Linked DNA regions of Mus musculus: regions 2, 3, 4 and 5 are each linked to region 1. The links are chromatin contacts, called in public promoter capture Hi-C maps. All regions are on one chromosome and are shown on one strand. The core of a region is the stretch at or near the end of the contact, and the rest is flanking DNA. Distances in the headings are between cores, read along the strand shown.

Region 1 (3,004 bases), core at 296-2,795:
CCATCTTGCAGCTTGCCCCAGGCCCCTCTGCACCAGGTTCCCTCTCCAGAGTGGCTTCCTGCTAGGCAGCTGTTCGTATGAGGGTGGGGACAGACACTCACAGTTTCAGGACGGCCAGGTTGGCCTCCAGATCATAGGCATTCTCTTTGGCTTGTGTCTCCACATATCGCTCCAGGGTAGCCAAGTTCTCAGGATTGTACCTGGAAGAGCATCAAGATGGGTGAACAGCCTGGCACAGTGGTTACATGCCTTTCATCCCAGCACCTAGGAGGCTGAGGCAGGACAGGAGGATTGCAAGTTTGAAGCTAGTCTGCAATTAATAGTGAAAACCTGTCTCAAAAGGAAAAAGGGAGCCGAGCAGTGGTGGCGCACGCCTTTAGTCCCAGCACTTGGGAGGCAGAGGCAGGCGGATTTCTGAGTTCGAGACCAGCCTAGTCTACAGAGTGAGTTCCAGGACAGCCAGGGCTACACAGAGAAACCCTGTCTCAAAAAACAAACAAACAAACAAACAAAAAAAGGGGGGGGGAAGATAGGGAGATAACTACACAGACAGACATGAGTAAACAAAGAGAAGAACAGAGGCTAGTCCTTAGGGACCACTGTAATTTGTTAACCTGAAATCACTCTCTTCTTCCTACAGCTTTTATTCTGGCCATGGGATATTCCTCACTTTGCTATTTTCTTTTTAAATAAATCTGTAGGAAGCTTTATTACATTCATTCGATCTTAAAATAAATAAGTTAGTCCCACCCACTGGAACTACCCAGATAGCTGATCAATTAACTGTACAACATCCAGTAAATGTTTTTCCTAACATGGGCCTCTAGCTAGCCCTACTTGAGCCCCTGGTCATGTCTAGGATGCCTCCAACCTCAGTCAGTCTCTGCAGCCCGTATGTTTTCCTGAACACCTTCTCTTCGATCCCGTTCTGACCCAGTTCCATCCTCTCCTGCCTATCTCAATACGTGGCTTGACCTGACCAGGCCCTGATCGCTCCTTATTGTCACTATCTGCTGAATGGGGTTGTCGCCAGGATGGAATGGGAACCTAAGTCCAGGAACGCAGGACCGGTTCCCGTTTCCATCACCTCCGGTCCCCACTGGCCAAATAGACATCAGAAAACACTATGTAGGATGGTCCACAAGGACAGAGAAGGAAGAGACTAAAAGACACCGGGAGTCTGTGGCAGCAGAAAAGGTAAAGTTGAGGGACGGAGAGAAACTTGGAGAAACTCCATCTCTGGAGGAGCGTGGAGCCCTGGCCACCCCTGGCTGGCTCCCCGTCTTCTCCACCCCGCTTGGCCAGAGAGCGCCCTTCAGCGGAATTCAGACCTGTCGATACCCTTGAGCAACTTGCCCACGTTCGCTCTCATCTGCTCAAACATCGCCATGATCACTGTTGCCTTCGGCAGCCTCAGCTGGAGTCGAACACCAGGCACGGTGCTTAGCACTAGAGGACCGGAAGAGAGGTGTAGGAAGCGGAACCTGCGTCACACCCTCCCTCCAGCTCCTACAAGGAAGGCAAAGGGAAAGGCGCTTTCAGCACCAGCGCCGGTTGTTTTTTTTTTTTTTTTTTTTTGTCTACCACGTGATTTCCTTCCAGCAGTTGTAACTTGCGCATGCGCAATGAGCTCACTTAAAAGAGACCAATAGCGTGAGAAAAGGTTTAGTCTGCCTTACTACGCAGGCGCCAGGAGGCGGGCTAAGCTTTTCCCGGGCCGCGCAAACTTAGTACTTAAGCTTCTGACGCGCGTGCGCTGGAGTTGTACGGGGAAAGGAGACTTTATTTTCTCTACGCATGCGTAGCCTTAAGCGTTTAGCCCCGTGAAGGGTTGCTGTTTCCTTTTCTTTGAGTTTAGTCGGGTGGGAGATGCTCTCTGAAGCCCTTCTTGTCTCCGACTTGGGTGCCTGAGACAGCATCTTGTATGTATCTTCACTTCCTCGCTGGTCCCCACTCGGTTCCGTACTGCTACAGTGCTGTTAGGAGGCCGGGAAGGCAAAAGACACCTGTAGTCTCCATCGGCTCTGCGTAGGGGCTACTAACAAGTGTTCCACGTCTGCCACAGATTCCCTACACGTTTGAAGCGTTGCACAGACATGTGCCATGCGGGCAGGTGCCCTGAGCTCAGCTGTCACTTAAGTCACATGCATGTGTCACGAGTAAACAGGTCTTCTGTGAAACCTAGCCAGCTTTGTGCAGACCTGCAACCTCTGGCTTGATTCCAGATCTTCAAGAACCCAGCAGAGGTTCAACCGTAACCTATGACTCCTCCCAAAATAGAGTGTTGGGGAGAGGGTGCTAGGTCAGCCCCAGGTTGCATTTAAGAACTTTTGCATCTTATTTACATAGTGTCCTTCAGTGGGTAAAGGGGAGTCCCATGGGTCCCAAGGCGATCAAACTCTCAGAACCCAGGGGACGGGGGTGGAGCCCTCTGTGCAGCCCTCTGCACAGCCCTGCAGCTGGGGCAGGAAGCGAGAGTGGGGAGGGGGAAGGCCACAGCCCACAGAGTCAAGGCGGGCCCAGGACTTGTGTGGAGACAGAAGGTAATACCAAAGCTTGAACCCTGAGGCCCTGTTGGCCCCCTGGGCACTGGCCCAGCCCCGGCCTCCAGGAATGGCCCTTGTGGACCCCGACATTTTTAATAAGGACCCTCGAGAACACTATGATCTACTGCAACGACTGGGTGGTGGAACTTATGGAGAAGTATTCAAGGTGAGAAAGCCCTTCTGTCTCCTCCACCACAACCCTGGGATAGTTGGGGAGAGGCTGGCAAGCAGGAGTGTAAGAGAATGCCAGGCCTTGGCCTTGGTTCAGAGATGCTGAGGATGGCAAGCTATGGAGTCTGCCTGATGACCAACTTCCCCTTTACAAGGCTCGCGACAAGGTGTCTAAGGACCTGGTGGCTTTGAAGATGGTGAAGATGGAGCCTGGTGAGAGCACCCCCAGAAACTTCTTCCCCATCCCCGCCCTTTCCTTCCTGGGATACAGGGACATTTCTGTAAGC
Region 2 (3,004 bases), core at 363-2,862, 1.7 Mb after region 1:
GCCTGGGATAACATCACTCCAGACATCTGCATGGTTCAGTCATCTCATTTATATCTTTGCTTTACTAATACCAGATCAAAAAGGCCTTCCCTGACTGCTAATAAAACTCTTACCACTTTGTAAGGTCAAAGAAACAACGGGAACTTTTCTGTTTTGTTTTCTCCTATACACCCCTTGCTTAGAACAGTGCCTAGTGCTGAGAAGGCACAAGAGTGCCTTTGATCTTTTTTGTTCCCTCCACAATGCAAGGGATTGAACCCACGGCTTTGACATGCCAGGCATGAGATTATTACTAAGCTGCATCCCAGCCCACCTAATAACTGTGAACAGAATAAACACGTTTTCTCTGCTGGTGTTCCTCTAAATAGTTCCCCCCTGTTTCCTTCTTTCCTCGGCTTCTTTCTTACAGCTGACTATTAAGCACCTGGAATATTATCCATGAGTCTTGGGAATGACAACACAGATATACATTTTAATATTGTTTTGGTTTTTTTGTGGTGGTAGTGGGCTTAGAAAATAGGACTCTGCCAGGCTAAGTGCTCTACCACTGAACTACACCCCAAATCTGTGAATAAAAACTTTCAAGAGATTTTTTTTTTTGTTTGTTTTTCGAGACAGGGTTTCTCTGTATAGCCCTGGCTGTCCTGGAACTCACTCTGTAGACCAGACTGGCCTCGAACTCAGAAATCCACCTGCCTCTGCCTCCCGAGTGCTGGGATTAAAGGTGTGCGCCACCATGCCTGGCTCAAGAGATGTTTATATAGAATAATCTAACACTGCAGAAAGTTCTACCGGACAGGCACTGTAGAATATTAGTTTCCAATGGATTAAATATACTGTCTTGCATCCTGAGTCCCTGGCACTTAAGTGGTCATGCCAGCCAAAACATCAATCGCTGTCCATAGATAAGCCCTTATTGGGACCAAACCATTCTGTTCTCCCGACTCAAGCTGTAGCTCTCACCTTACCTGTTGGTATGTGTTGGTGGCGATAATTGGGCGGATCACAGGAGCTGGGGGGACCTGCATCGCTTCTACCGTGGGCACCGCAGGCACAGCAGTTGGGATTCCGGTCACCGGAGCTCCCAATACTTCTTGCTCAAACCTGGGGGAGCGGGACAGATACCATAGGTCAGGTCTCACCAAGCCTGAGGTGCTGGGTACTTCTCCACCGCGCCTTCATCCCAGCTAATGCCTCCCCGCATCCCTCGGGTCCCACGGCCCCTTATGGAACCACATCTCAACCTTCTGAAGACCTGGAGGCTACAGGGTTAATTGGGTTTGCCCGGGAACAGCTTTTATTTCTCCTACTCAGGGCCTTACAGGGCCATCTCCGCCTCCATTTCTTTCAAGCGTTCCTCGCCGCTCTTGCCCGGGATGCCGACACCAGGCCCCGGGACCACCGGCCCTCCCGCCACCGGGAGTCCCGGAGCCGGCCCTGCTCCGGCCATCGCTGATGCCATAGCCTTCACCGCTCCTTCCAGCAGCCGCAGCGGGTTCTACGGTCGAGTCCCTGTCGTCTCAGGGTGGGAGCCGGCCGATGACGTATGGACTACCGCGACGGATGCGCTGCGTGAGGACGTAGTTTAAGAACAGGGGCTGAGACTTGGCCACACCCCCAGAGCGAGCAAAAGCCAATTAGAGTGTCGGAAAGTCAGGGCCCCGGAAGGGCCTCTAATCTGACAGACGCGGCTGTACGGATAGGCCCCGCCCTCGTAGAGAAAGGTGGGCGAATGAGAGCGAAGCAACGTCACTTTGACCCACCCCGCTGTGGAAGCCGGAACTTTGAGGAGGCACGGAAGTTCGGAGGTCCTTCCAGAAGTTTGTAAACACTGCAAAGCCAGGGTAGGAGTCTTTTGCACTCGGTGGACAGATACACTGCCAGGGGTCAGTTCATTATTCTTTTTTTGAATAAAATTTAATTTTACTGACTACCTCCATGGTTTTCTTTTTTTCATTTTGGGGTTTGGTTTGGTTTTGAGCCCAGGTATGGAACTTCCTAGGTTGACATAGGCTTTCAAGTGCTGGGATTATGGATACAGAACAAAATATTGGCTTTTAAAAAAGATTTATTTATTATTATATCTAACTACACTGTAGCTGTCAGACACACCAGAAGAGGGTGTCAGATCCCATTACAGATGGTTGTAAGCCACCATGTTGTTGCTGGGAATTGAACTCAGGACCTCTGGAAGAGCAGTCAGTGCTCTTAACTGCTGAGCCATCTCTCCAGCCCCCCAAATATTGGCTTTTATACTAGAGATATCTAGAGAGAAGTGTGGAGGTACATGTCTTTAATCCCATAATTTAGGAGATAGCCATGCAGATCTCTGGATTTAAGGTCAATCTACAGAGCAAGTTCCAGGACAGCCAAGCTTAGGCAATGAGGGAGGTGGAAAACAGAAAGCTGGTAATAGAATGGGGTTGGGGGTGGGGTGATGTTCCAGCATGTGGCTCTGGCTTTAGAGTGAAAAAGAGAAGAGACTACTGGGACAATTGATGCTGGTTAGCTGGAGCTAAGAAATTAGCGGTGATTAAGAAGAGACCAGCTGAGCCGGGTGTGGTGGCGCACGCCTTTAATCCCAGCACTCGGGAGGCAGAGGCAGGTGGATTTCTGAGTTCGAGGCCAGCCTGGTCTACAGAGTGAGTTCCAGGACAGCCAGGGCTACACAGAGAAACCCTGTCTTGGAAAAAAACAAACAAACAAACAAACAAAAGAGACCAGCATCTGGGGCTGTAGAGATGGCTCAGCGGTTAAGAGTACCAGATGCTCTTCCAGAGGACCTGGGTTCAATTCTCAGCAACCACATGGTGACTCCCAACCATCTGTAATGGGATCTAATGCCCTCTTCTGGTGTGTCTGAAGACAGTTTTTTTTTTTTTTTTTCTTTTGGTTTTTTGAGACAGGGTTTCTCTGTGTAGCCCTGGCTGTCCTGGAACTCACTTTGTAGACCAGGCTGGCCTCTGCCTCCCAAGTTCTGGGATTAAAGGCGTGCGCCACCACC
Region 3 (3,004 bases), core at 254-2,753, 1.4 Mb before region 1:
TGGAATTCAAAGCCTGCCTAAGCTACACAAGGCTCAGCCAACAAATGAACAAACGCTCAGAATTCACATTTTCCTGGTAGTGTCCCCATGCGCTTTTGTTGTTGTTTGACAGTTTCGTGTAGCTCAGGTTGGCCTTGAACTTGTAATGTATCAGAGGCTGAGGTAGAGATCCTCCTGCTTTAGCTCCTGGACATTGGGTTTACAGACACACAAACCTGTTGGCTACTGTGCATTTTACAAATGGGAAAGCAGGAATTGGAGAGGCATGGTTTGGTGGCCTGGGTTTCCCACAGGTTTAGGGGTGAAGCTGGGACCCTGGGATACCATAGAATACCATATAATATCCCACACCATGGAAATATGTGAAACGTGTACCCACAGAGGAGGGAAAGCTATAAGGCTGGGTGGCTCCTTGTGGGTAATGCTGAATACAGATGTGTTAGTGGAGAGATGGAGACACCAGGGCGATTTGAGGGTAATCTAAGGGGAGATGGAAACAGGAAGTACAAGAATAACTGGTATGAAGAGATTTAGGGGAAATGGGGGTTTCATGAAGGAGATGTGTGGGTGACTAAGACAATGATGACAGAGAGACCGGCTCATCAGTGCTTGCAATCCCCACACTCAGGAGGCTGAGCAATTGGATCTAAAATTCAAGGCCAGCCTGAGTTGCACTGGTGACTGAATGCTAATCTCCCGCACAGGTACCCAGTGCTAACAAAGATGGAAGAGTGACCAGCGGAGCACTGGGGACAGCAGGGGCGTGTCTGAGCTGACATACTTTGAGGTTACAAGGAGACCCTGTCACATAAAAAGAGAAAACTGAGCATATAAGGCCAATCAGGGCTTAAGGGGAATGAAAATGAATAAAAAGGACAATGTTTGTGCTGAAGAGATGGTGCAGCAGTTAAAAGCACTTGTTGCTCTTCCAAAGGACCTGAACTAGAAAACCCAGCATTCACATGGGATGGCTCACAACCATTCGTAACTACAAATCCAGGGAATTAGACATCTTCTGATCTCCTCGGGTAAATGCAGTCACAGATACTCAATTAATTGTAAACAAACAAAAAAACAAAAATTACTTCTTAAAGGAGGGGGCGATGTGAGAGAGGTCATGGCGTCAGAAGGGGAGGGGTGGTGACGATTTAAGTGGGGTATGATTTAAGAGAAGGGATGAGGGCACCTAAGTGGGCCAAGGACGATATAGAAGAGATGCATTATAGACGAGAGGGTGACACAGGGAGGGCAGCCAAGGTGTCGCGCACCAGATCGCACAGTACCTGCACGTCAGAGTCTTCTACTCCAGAACCTAGCCCCGCCTTCCCGCCCACCTGTGCGCAGGCGCAGTCGCGCTAGACTGCGGGCAGGGTGGGGGCTAGACTTGATCCTTTCTGATTGGCGGCGTTCTTCGCGACCGAGGCTCTGTGTTGTCATGTGATGGTCGCCGCCCCACACTCTCTTGCTGGTTGGAGGCTAGGAGGGCTAGAGCGGCTGGTGGAAGGTGCAGTCTGGCTTCCGGTATCAAGGGCAGGACTTCCGGGGCGGGCGGCCCAGGCCGAGGGAGGAGTGTCTGACAGTTGGCGCGACCCGGAGGGCGGGCGGGCGCCTCGTGGGGGTGCGGGCCCCAGAGTGCCAGGTGAGGTGCGGGACTGGGACGGAGGAGGTTAGGGATGGAGATACGGGGTGGCCGGGGGTCTGGACTTCCCGCGCAGCCCATACTGTACGATCAGATAAATGATTTCTCTTTCTGAGCCTCAGTTTCCTCTTCTGTACAATGGGGGCCCAGAAGCTGACCGTAGAACCCGTGTAATGGGACGTCAGGTCGTGCACACCCGTTCTGCTCTCAGAGCTCTCCATGTTACTCTTCCATCCTCGTTAGCACTGATGATGGGTACCCGCGCGGGAGCTGCCCGAGCTAGCAGGCCAGCGGGTTTGGGTTCTAATCCCAGCTTCCCTTTGCAAGAACTGGGCCTGTGTCATTACCTTTCTGAGCCCAAGTTTTCTCTGTTTAGTGAAAACCGATAATCTCAGGCTCCTATGTTCGTCGTGTGGATCCTGATGAATGTCTTTGGCATACCAACAGCTCGGTGGATCGGGATTGTAGCTGAGAGTTCTAACAACATAGAGGAGGGAAGCCCAAAGGAAGCAAAACAACAGTCAAGAAGATTGTTTGCCTCTTTCCTGAGTCCTGAAATAGCGATTTAAAATAATGACTAATGCATGTTCCTCAATTTAAAAGGGGGCATTTTGCATTGTTATCCTAGCCAGGAGAAGGGAACCTTAACTTGAAATACAATAGAAATAGAACATTCCTCTTCATTTGTGGGCAGTAAATGAAAGATACTTGAAAAGTTGTTTTGTTTGTGTGTTTGTTTGTTTATTTACTTATTTATTATTTTTGAAGCTGGGTCTCTGTTTGTAGCTCTTTCTGTCGTGGAACTCACTACATAGACCAGGTTGGCTTTGAACTCACAGATAAACTGCCTGCCTCTGCCCCTCTACCCAGTGCTGGGATTAAAAGCCTCTGCTATCATGCCAGGGTGGCTAAATAGTCTTATATACTTGGTTTCCACCTCACATCTGCATGCAACTTACATTAGGTCTACAACTGTCCCAGTCTGTCACTAGTTTAGTTCAGATTTAATGAATACCTGTCAGACGTAGTTGTAGGAACTTTGAGTTTGCTGTTTTAACCCCTCTAATATATATATTTTTTAATTTTAAATGACATGTTTTATTACACTGTATGTAAAACCAGAGGATAGCTTGGCCTGGTGGCCTTTACCTACTTAGCCTACTTATCTCTCTGCCCCTCCCCACCTGCCGCCCCCCCCCCCCCCAGGAGAAAAGCAGAGGTACTTGTTTTTAATTTTTTTCCCCATTGATGTACCTGCCCATGCATTTCTGTGGAGATTAGGAAAAGTTTTGGGAGTCAGTTCTCTTTCTCCGAGTGGGATGCCGGTTCAGGCGACAGAACTCCTGTTGTCTGACTTGATGGCAG
Region 4 (3,004 bases), core at 174-2,673, 1.3 Mb after region 1:
AAAGGAATGGACAGAGTTTAGCAGGGAGGGAATGAGTAGGGAAGGTGGGGAGAGGCTGAGGGCAGAATGATGTGAGCTGATACACACAGAGGCCTTCTGTGTTCTTGCTGCTCTCAATCGGGCCAGAACTTGATGGCTCACCTCAGTTCTTTACAGTGTTATACTTTTGTCCTCTCCATGGAACATTCTCTAGATATCAGCTCAAATACCCATTCCTCAAGGAAGCCTCTTCAGATATCCCCAGGTAAAGCCTGGTACCTCTGATGAATTTCCCGTGAGCTCCCTCCCCCTAAGCCAGTTCAGACAACTCTGGTTTGTCACTGTCTACTGAATGTCTGCTTCTGACCAGGCTGAACTGGGGCTTCCATGTGGCTAGAGCCTATACTGGTTATCACACTGGGCAAAACATGGTATTTGTTGAAGAAATAAATTAGTGAATGAATGTGGGGCGGGTCCCGGGAAAGGGTGTCCTCACATGGATGCGACAGCCGTCATCCACAGGATAGGAGCCCAGCAGTGCATCCTCCTGATCCAACTTGCTGTAGAACTTGTCGTCTGCTCCATATAGCTCCAGTTCCATGCAGGAAGCAGGGCTGCCCACCACCAGCTCCAGTTTACACTGCAGTAAAGAGGCAAGATGAGGAGAAAGGCTGTCAGAGGCCTCATCTTCAGACTTTGATCAACAAACAAGTTCCAAAAAGACCCACCTTGGACCAGTTCCTTCTGGACCCGCCCCCTCGGCTCTCTGGAGTGTCTGATTTTTCCCGGGTCCTGCCCCTACTCGGTGGACTCTGTTCTCCGGGGCTCCCAGGCCTGGGAGGCTGGCTGTCAGTCTCTGCAACCTTCCCTCCAGGTTCGCCCACTAGTTTTCAGCCCCCTACTCCCTTTTCTTTGCCCCGCCCCTCCGGACCCCGCCCCCACGGCCACACCTTGAACTCTGCGATGGTGAGGCTACGACTGTATCGCTTCTCCGAACGGAAGCTGTTGAGGGAGCTGCTGATGAAAACCATCACGGTGGGCGCCGATATCCCCGTCACCTCCATCTCGCTGCGCCCCGGAGTGGCCCGCGGTGCGGTTCAGCCGTCTCACACCGGCTCCGCAGTGGCCGCCGCTGCTTCTGGGATATAGGTCCCGCCCCTTGTTCTGGAGCTGACCAATGCAAGTTCTCCACCTAACATGGCCAGCCAATCGCTGCTGTTCTTTCTCCACGGACAGGCGGATTCTCGGGTACGTCCAACCAATCCCGAGAGGCCTTCCGTGCACGGGAAGCAGGAGAGGAGGGCGGGAGGAGGCCGAAGCCGGGAAGAATGGCTGGAGTTGTCCCGGTCCGCCGAGTGTAAGTTCGGCGCATGTGCACTGGCCTTGGGCCAAGAAGAGAGCAGCGGATTCTCTCGTTCACGCTCAGCGCCTTGCGGATGACATCGCGCATCATAGTCCCAGCCCTTGTCCTAGATCCATTCCACTCGGAGTTGGGAAGCAGGTTCCGAAATCGGGAGTGAGTAGCAGAGGGTATCAAAGGATCGACGCAAGCCGTCAGCCAGACATCCATAAAAAAAAAAATAAAAAAAATAAAAAAATAAGGAACCCGCGCATGCGCGCAGCATCGCCCTAGTTTGGTGCAGCTTCGGTGTGCGACCCTTCCCGCGTTCCGTAGCGCGCCCGCGCAAGCGCAGAAGGCTCAGCAGCCCAGTCGCTATGGAACCCGACGGGACGTACGAGCCTGGCTTCGTGGGTATTCGGTTCTGCCAGGAATGGTGAGGCCCGGGCAGTAGGTGTGGGAAGGCAGTGAGGACTGGCTCCAGGGCTGACCTCTGACCTCCCCTCCCCACAGTAATAACATGCTGTACCCCAAGGAGGACAAGGAAAATCGCATTCTGCTGTACGCGGTGAGTACCGGCAACCCTCTCGCCCGCGGGTTCACGCCTTCCCTGCGCGCTCCCTGCTGGCTCCCCCACGCTTTCGCCTCTTGACTACCCCTCAGCACACCCTCTCTCCCATGTTGTCCATGCCCTCCTTGGGAACACCCTGCCTTCCTGTCCAGTCTTGTTGGAGATCTGATCTGTTTGTGACACTCCTCCCACATGCTCTCCCGTCTGCAGTGCCGGAATTGCGATTACCAGCAGGAAGCCGACAACAGCTGCATCTACGTCAACAAAATCACGCACGAAGTGGAGTGAGTGGCGGGACCTCGCTTGGGGCACGGGTCACCTCTTAGGACACCCGGCCTGACCGCTAATTACTTCCCTATGCCTGCAGCGAGCTGACCCAGATCATCGCAGACGTGTCCCAGGACCCCACGTTGCCCCGGACGGAGGACCACCCGTGCCAGAAGTGAGTACGCAGCTGGCATAGGGAAAGAGGAGTGGCTGTGCACAGAGAGGTCTTTCGCGGTTTAGTAACTGAACCATTCCCTCAGGTGTGGCCACAAGGAGGCAGTGTTCTTTCAGTCACACAGTGCCCGAGCTGAGGTGAGTGGCGGCTGGGTGCTTGGGGGGGTAGGGGTGGGGGGGACACGCCAGTTTTGGGTTGATCCTGTTTACTCAAATCAAGATTGGGAAAGTTTCTTTGATCGTTTCTTTTGGTCCTCACACTATCCTCTGGGTCCAGACCCTGACTGAACGTTCTTATTGCTAGGACGCCATGCGCCTGTACTATGTTTGCACTGCCCCACACTGCGGCCACCGCTGGACTGAGTGATCGTTCCTTCTTCCACCTGTAATAAATGCCAGTTTCTACACTAGTGTTTCCCGTGTTTATTTCTCTCGTGGGTAGGGAGCAGCCAGTCTTATCAGGTCGTGCGGTGTAGGGTGCGGTGCTGCGCATAAGCATCCGGCCGAGAGCTGGTGAAGCCACAGTCTTCACACACGTGCAGCTTCTCCCTGCGCTCCCGGTAAGCGTAGCTGGCTGGCTGCCCGTGCACCTTGGCAAGGTGAGCTTCCAGGGAACAGCGCTGGGTGAAAGCTTTCCCACAGGCTCCGCAGCGGAATGGCCGTATTCCTGTTAA
Region 5 (3,004 bases), core at 143-2,642, 1.1 Mb after region 1:
TTGAGATCACATGGGTTACAGTGAATTCCTGGTCAGTATAGGTACAAATTGTTTAAAACAAGAACAAAACGTGCTATTCTGGTAAGAAGCGTGGTTTAGCAAAGGAATCTTCCACAGTAATTAAAAACGAACTAGCAAAGCAGGCTTCGTGGATAAGAAAGCTGCAGCCTGGAATGCAGAGATGGATCAGCGGGTTACACTCTCAGCACCTACGTGACTGCTGTAACTCCAGTTCCAGAGAATCCGATGCCCTCTTCAGGGCTCCTCAGGCGCAGTCACACTCAGTGGTGCACAGAAAGAAAAGCAGACAGAAACACTCACATACGTAAAAAACGAACATGTTAAAAATTTAAAACCTGTGAGGCTGGAAACAGCTGTACTGCTAGGAGCAGTGGCTGCTCTAGCAGAGGATGCAAGTGTGATTCCCCGTACTCACATGGTGTTTCACGACCGTCTATAACTCCAGTTCCTGGGAATCAGACACCTTCTCCTGGCTTCTGCTGGTATGTGTATACACACAAATACACACACACACACACACACACACACACACATAAAAAAGAAAAAATACAAAAGACATTTGTAACCACACAAAGAGGGCCTGGACCCGCATTTAATCAGAGACATAATCTCTGAGTGATGCTTACTATCAGTCTGCATGAATCTGTCTCCTCTACCCTGACCAAGATAACACCAAACCGCTGCTTCTTTCCAAGCTAACTTCATTTTCACTTTCACAGTAATGAGGAGTAAATGTCCCCATGCCTGGAAAAACAAGGAGTACACTTCATAGGACAACGAGAAAGAAGAAAGTTAGGCTATTTTTTTTTCCGCAGTAATGTTGGGTCTCTATGTATGCAACAACAATCGTTTCCTGCTTTTATTCCCTCGCCTTCCCTAAAATGAACAAGTCTGGGGAAAAGGTCAAACCGGGAAGGTGCGGGCTTGGTAGCCTGGGGACACACCCCTCGCGACCAGCCCTTCCACACACATAACCTACTGGAAATGGAGCGCCGCGGATGGAGAGGACACTGGCCGCCACCGGAGGGGCAGGTTTGACAGGCGACGGCCACCGGGGCTGCCTGGCGGGGAGGGAGCGCGTACAAAGCAGCCCTGCGGTGGCAGCTGCGCTGTCTTTTTGTACGGAGGGCCCTCACTCTGAGGTTCACACACAGAACTCAGAGCCATGCTGGGCCTCTGGGCTCTGCAGCGGGAAGACGGAGGATGCAACGGGGTACGCGGTGTCCACTCAGCGTCACCGACTCCAAGTCTCTCAAGCCAACTAAAGACAAACCTACGCTGCCCCCGCGACAATTTCCTCAGTGCAAGGGACCAACTCACCTCTCAGAGCGGACCGGCGCTAAGCAGCCGGAAGGATGCTGCGCAGAGGCCTGTGGGAAATGTAGTCCATGGTGGGAAAGACTGGGCCAACGCAGCGGAGTGCGCAAGCGTGCTCGGGGCTGTGATGGGTGGAGGCCTCTGGGTGTGATCTTGGACCAGCTGGAAGGGCTAGGAGATTCCGCTGCCCTCTGCCCCCAAATCCCCACCCCAAACCTAGCTCACTGGGCTGGGGGTTGTGTCGTTGCCCTACCAGGGCTGAGAACACCATCATCACATTATCACATGCTTAATATGTGAGATAAGCATATTCTCACCCCAGCGAGGGTGTAGGCATGATCAGGGAACTCAGTAAAATACATTCTCCAAAGGTGCAGTCCCACATCTACCCAGGGAAAGGTTGCTCAGGCTCCTTGGAGTTCCCGCTGCCTCTGCTTTCTCCCACTGTCCCTTCTAGCCGTTGTGTATATTGGTCTAGTCGTTGGTATTGGCCTTAGGTTTTGTTTTGCAAACTGGAGATGAAGCCAAGACCTCTAAGACTGGAAAGATAATTATGCTTTCTTCTATCACAGTGGTTCTCAACCTGTTGGTCGAGATCCCCCCCCCCCTTGGGGGTCAAATGACCTTTCACAGGGACCACCTAAGACCATCAGAAAACACAGATATTTACATTAGGATTCCTAACAGTAGCAAAATTACAGTTATAAAGTAGTACCGAAAATAATTATATAGCTTGTGGATCACCACAACATGAGGAACTGTATTAATGGGTCGCAGCTTTAGGGAGGTTGAGAACCACTGCTCTAACATTTTCTTGTGTTTGTGCCAGGCCTCATCCGGTCTTCAGGAGACTGAAGCATGCAGACTGCAAATTCAAGATGAATGGAAAAAAAAAAAAAAAAAAGGAGGACATGACTGCTCCCAAGGGATTGAGATCTAAGAGAGAGCACTGGCAGGGGCGTCTGAAAGTAACCAGGGTGGCCATGACTGCCGGACTAAATGGGGCCATGTGAGGGGAGGGGGTGGGGTGTAGGACAGGCTAGAAGCCAAGAGGCCAAGTGCAGCGGGCAAGAGGTAACAAAAGGACCTTGTGCCCAAAATGACTGGGTTATACAGGAATCACAGAAGCTGGGAGATGGGAAGCCCAGGCCTGGGCTACAGAGTTTGGGATAGTGGGGGGCAAGGTATATCAGCCAGGATGTCTCTGTAATAGGTGCTGGGGATGTTGAAAGATCCTCATCGATCCTCTTGTTTCTTTCCAGAGCGCTGTTATTACAGGCATCCGTCAACATTCCCAGCGTTGGGACGTTAGTTTTAGGAACGTGACAATTGAGAGGCTGGTGAGATGGCTTAGTGATTGAGAACCCTTGCGCTCTTGCAGACACAACACATATGATGGTTCCCAAGTGTCTGTAACTTCAGTTGCAGAGGGCTGGTGAGATGGCTCAGTGGGTAAGAGCACCCGACTGCTCTTCCGAAGGTCCGGAGTTCAAATCCCAGCAACCACATGGTGGCTCACAACCACTCACAATGAGATCTGACTCCTTCTTCTGGAGTGTCTGAAGACAGCTACAGTGTACTTACATATTAAAAAAAAAAAAAAGAACAATAAATAAAGGGGTGGATGTAGTGCACACTTGTATGTAGTCAAATATTCATACATGTA

What was found. Promoter capture Hi-C pulls out the DNA fragments that hold promoters and counts their contacts.
Region 2: a promoter capture Hi-C map of liver shows a contact between it and region 1, with 2.2 times the contacts expected there. The contact joins the promoter of Rbm42 here to the promoter of Eif3k in region 1. A contact is called at or near these places in 3 of 39 promoter capture datasets (cranial neural crest, liver and maxillary cranial neural crest).
Region 3: a promoter capture Hi-C map of pre-B cells shows a contact between it and region 1. The contact joins the promoter of Pld3 here to the promoter of Eif3k in region 1. A contact is called at or near these places in 2 of 39 promoter capture datasets (liver and pre-B cells).
Region 4: a promoter capture Hi-C map of liver shows a contact between it and region 1, with 4 times the contacts expected there. The contact joins the promoter of Polr2i here to the promoter of Eif3k in region 1. A contact is called at or near these places in 7 of 39 promoter capture datasets (cranial neural crest, hippocampal neurons, liver and 3 more), 2 of 115 datasets of contacts at active chromatin or transcription factors (large pre-B cells and pancreatic cancer cells) and 1 of 9 other capture datasets (liver).
Region 5: a contact with region 1 is called in a promoter capture Hi-C map of cranial neural crest. The contact joins the promoter of Zfp14 here to the promoter of Eif3k in region 1. A contact is called at or near these places in 3 of 39 promoter capture datasets (cranial neural crest and liver).

What each region holds. Positions count from the first base shown.
Region 1 is chr7:28,980,343-28,983,346 of GRCm38.p6, forward strand. It overlaps Eif3k (eukaryotic translation initiation factor 3, subunit K), which reads right to left and starts at 1,546. Exons shown (of 8, transcript NM_028659.3): 1 at 1,332-1,546; 2 at 102-200. The coding sequence starts at 1,390. Map4k1 (mitogen-activated protein kinase kinase kinase kinase 1) reads left to right here and starts at 2,512. Exons shown (of 32, transcript NM_008279.2): 1 at 2,512-2,712; 2 at 2,873-2,930. The coding sequence starts at 2,614.
Region 2 is chr7:30,648,616-30,651,619 of GRCm38.p6, forward strand. Rbm42 (RNA binding motif protein 42) reads right to left here and starts at 1,613. Exons shown (of 10, transcript NM_133693.2): 1 at 1,323-1,613; 2 at 969-1,104. The coding sequence starts at 1,462.
Region 3 is chr7:27,551,715-27,554,718 of GRCm38.p6, forward strand. Pld3 (phospholipase D family, member 3) reads right to left here and starts at 1,504. Exons shown (of 14, transcript NM_011116.2): 1 at 1,284-1,504. 2310022A10Rik (RIKEN cDNA 2310022A10 gene) reads left to right here and starts at 1,576. Exons shown (of 10, transcript NM_175107.5): 1 at 1,576-1,639.
Region 4 is chr7:30,230,651-30,233,654 of GRCm38.p6, forward strand. Polr2i (polymerase (RNA) II (DNA directed) polypeptide I) reads left to right here and starts at 1,424. Exons shown (of 6, transcript NM_027259.1): 1 at 1,424-1,754; 2 at 1,832-1,886; 3 at 2,100-2,173; 4 at 2,257-2,331; 5 at 2,417-2,468; 6 at 2,635-2,737. The coding sequence starts at 1,696. The coding sequence ends at 2,697. It overlaps Tbcb (tubulin folding cofactor B), which reads right to left and starts at 1,547. Exons shown (of 6, transcript NM_025548.4): 1 at 930-1,547; 2 at 476-619. The coding sequence starts at 1,043. It overlaps Ovol3 (ovo like zinc finger 3), which reads right to left. Exons shown (of 4, transcript NM_001289817.1): 4 at 2,647-2,997. The coding sequence ends at 2,789.
Region 5 is chr7:30,050,004-30,053,007 of GRCm38.p6, forward strand. Zfp14 (zinc finger protein 14) reads right to left here and starts at 1,393. Exons shown (of 5, transcript NM_178733.5): 1 at 1,342-1,393.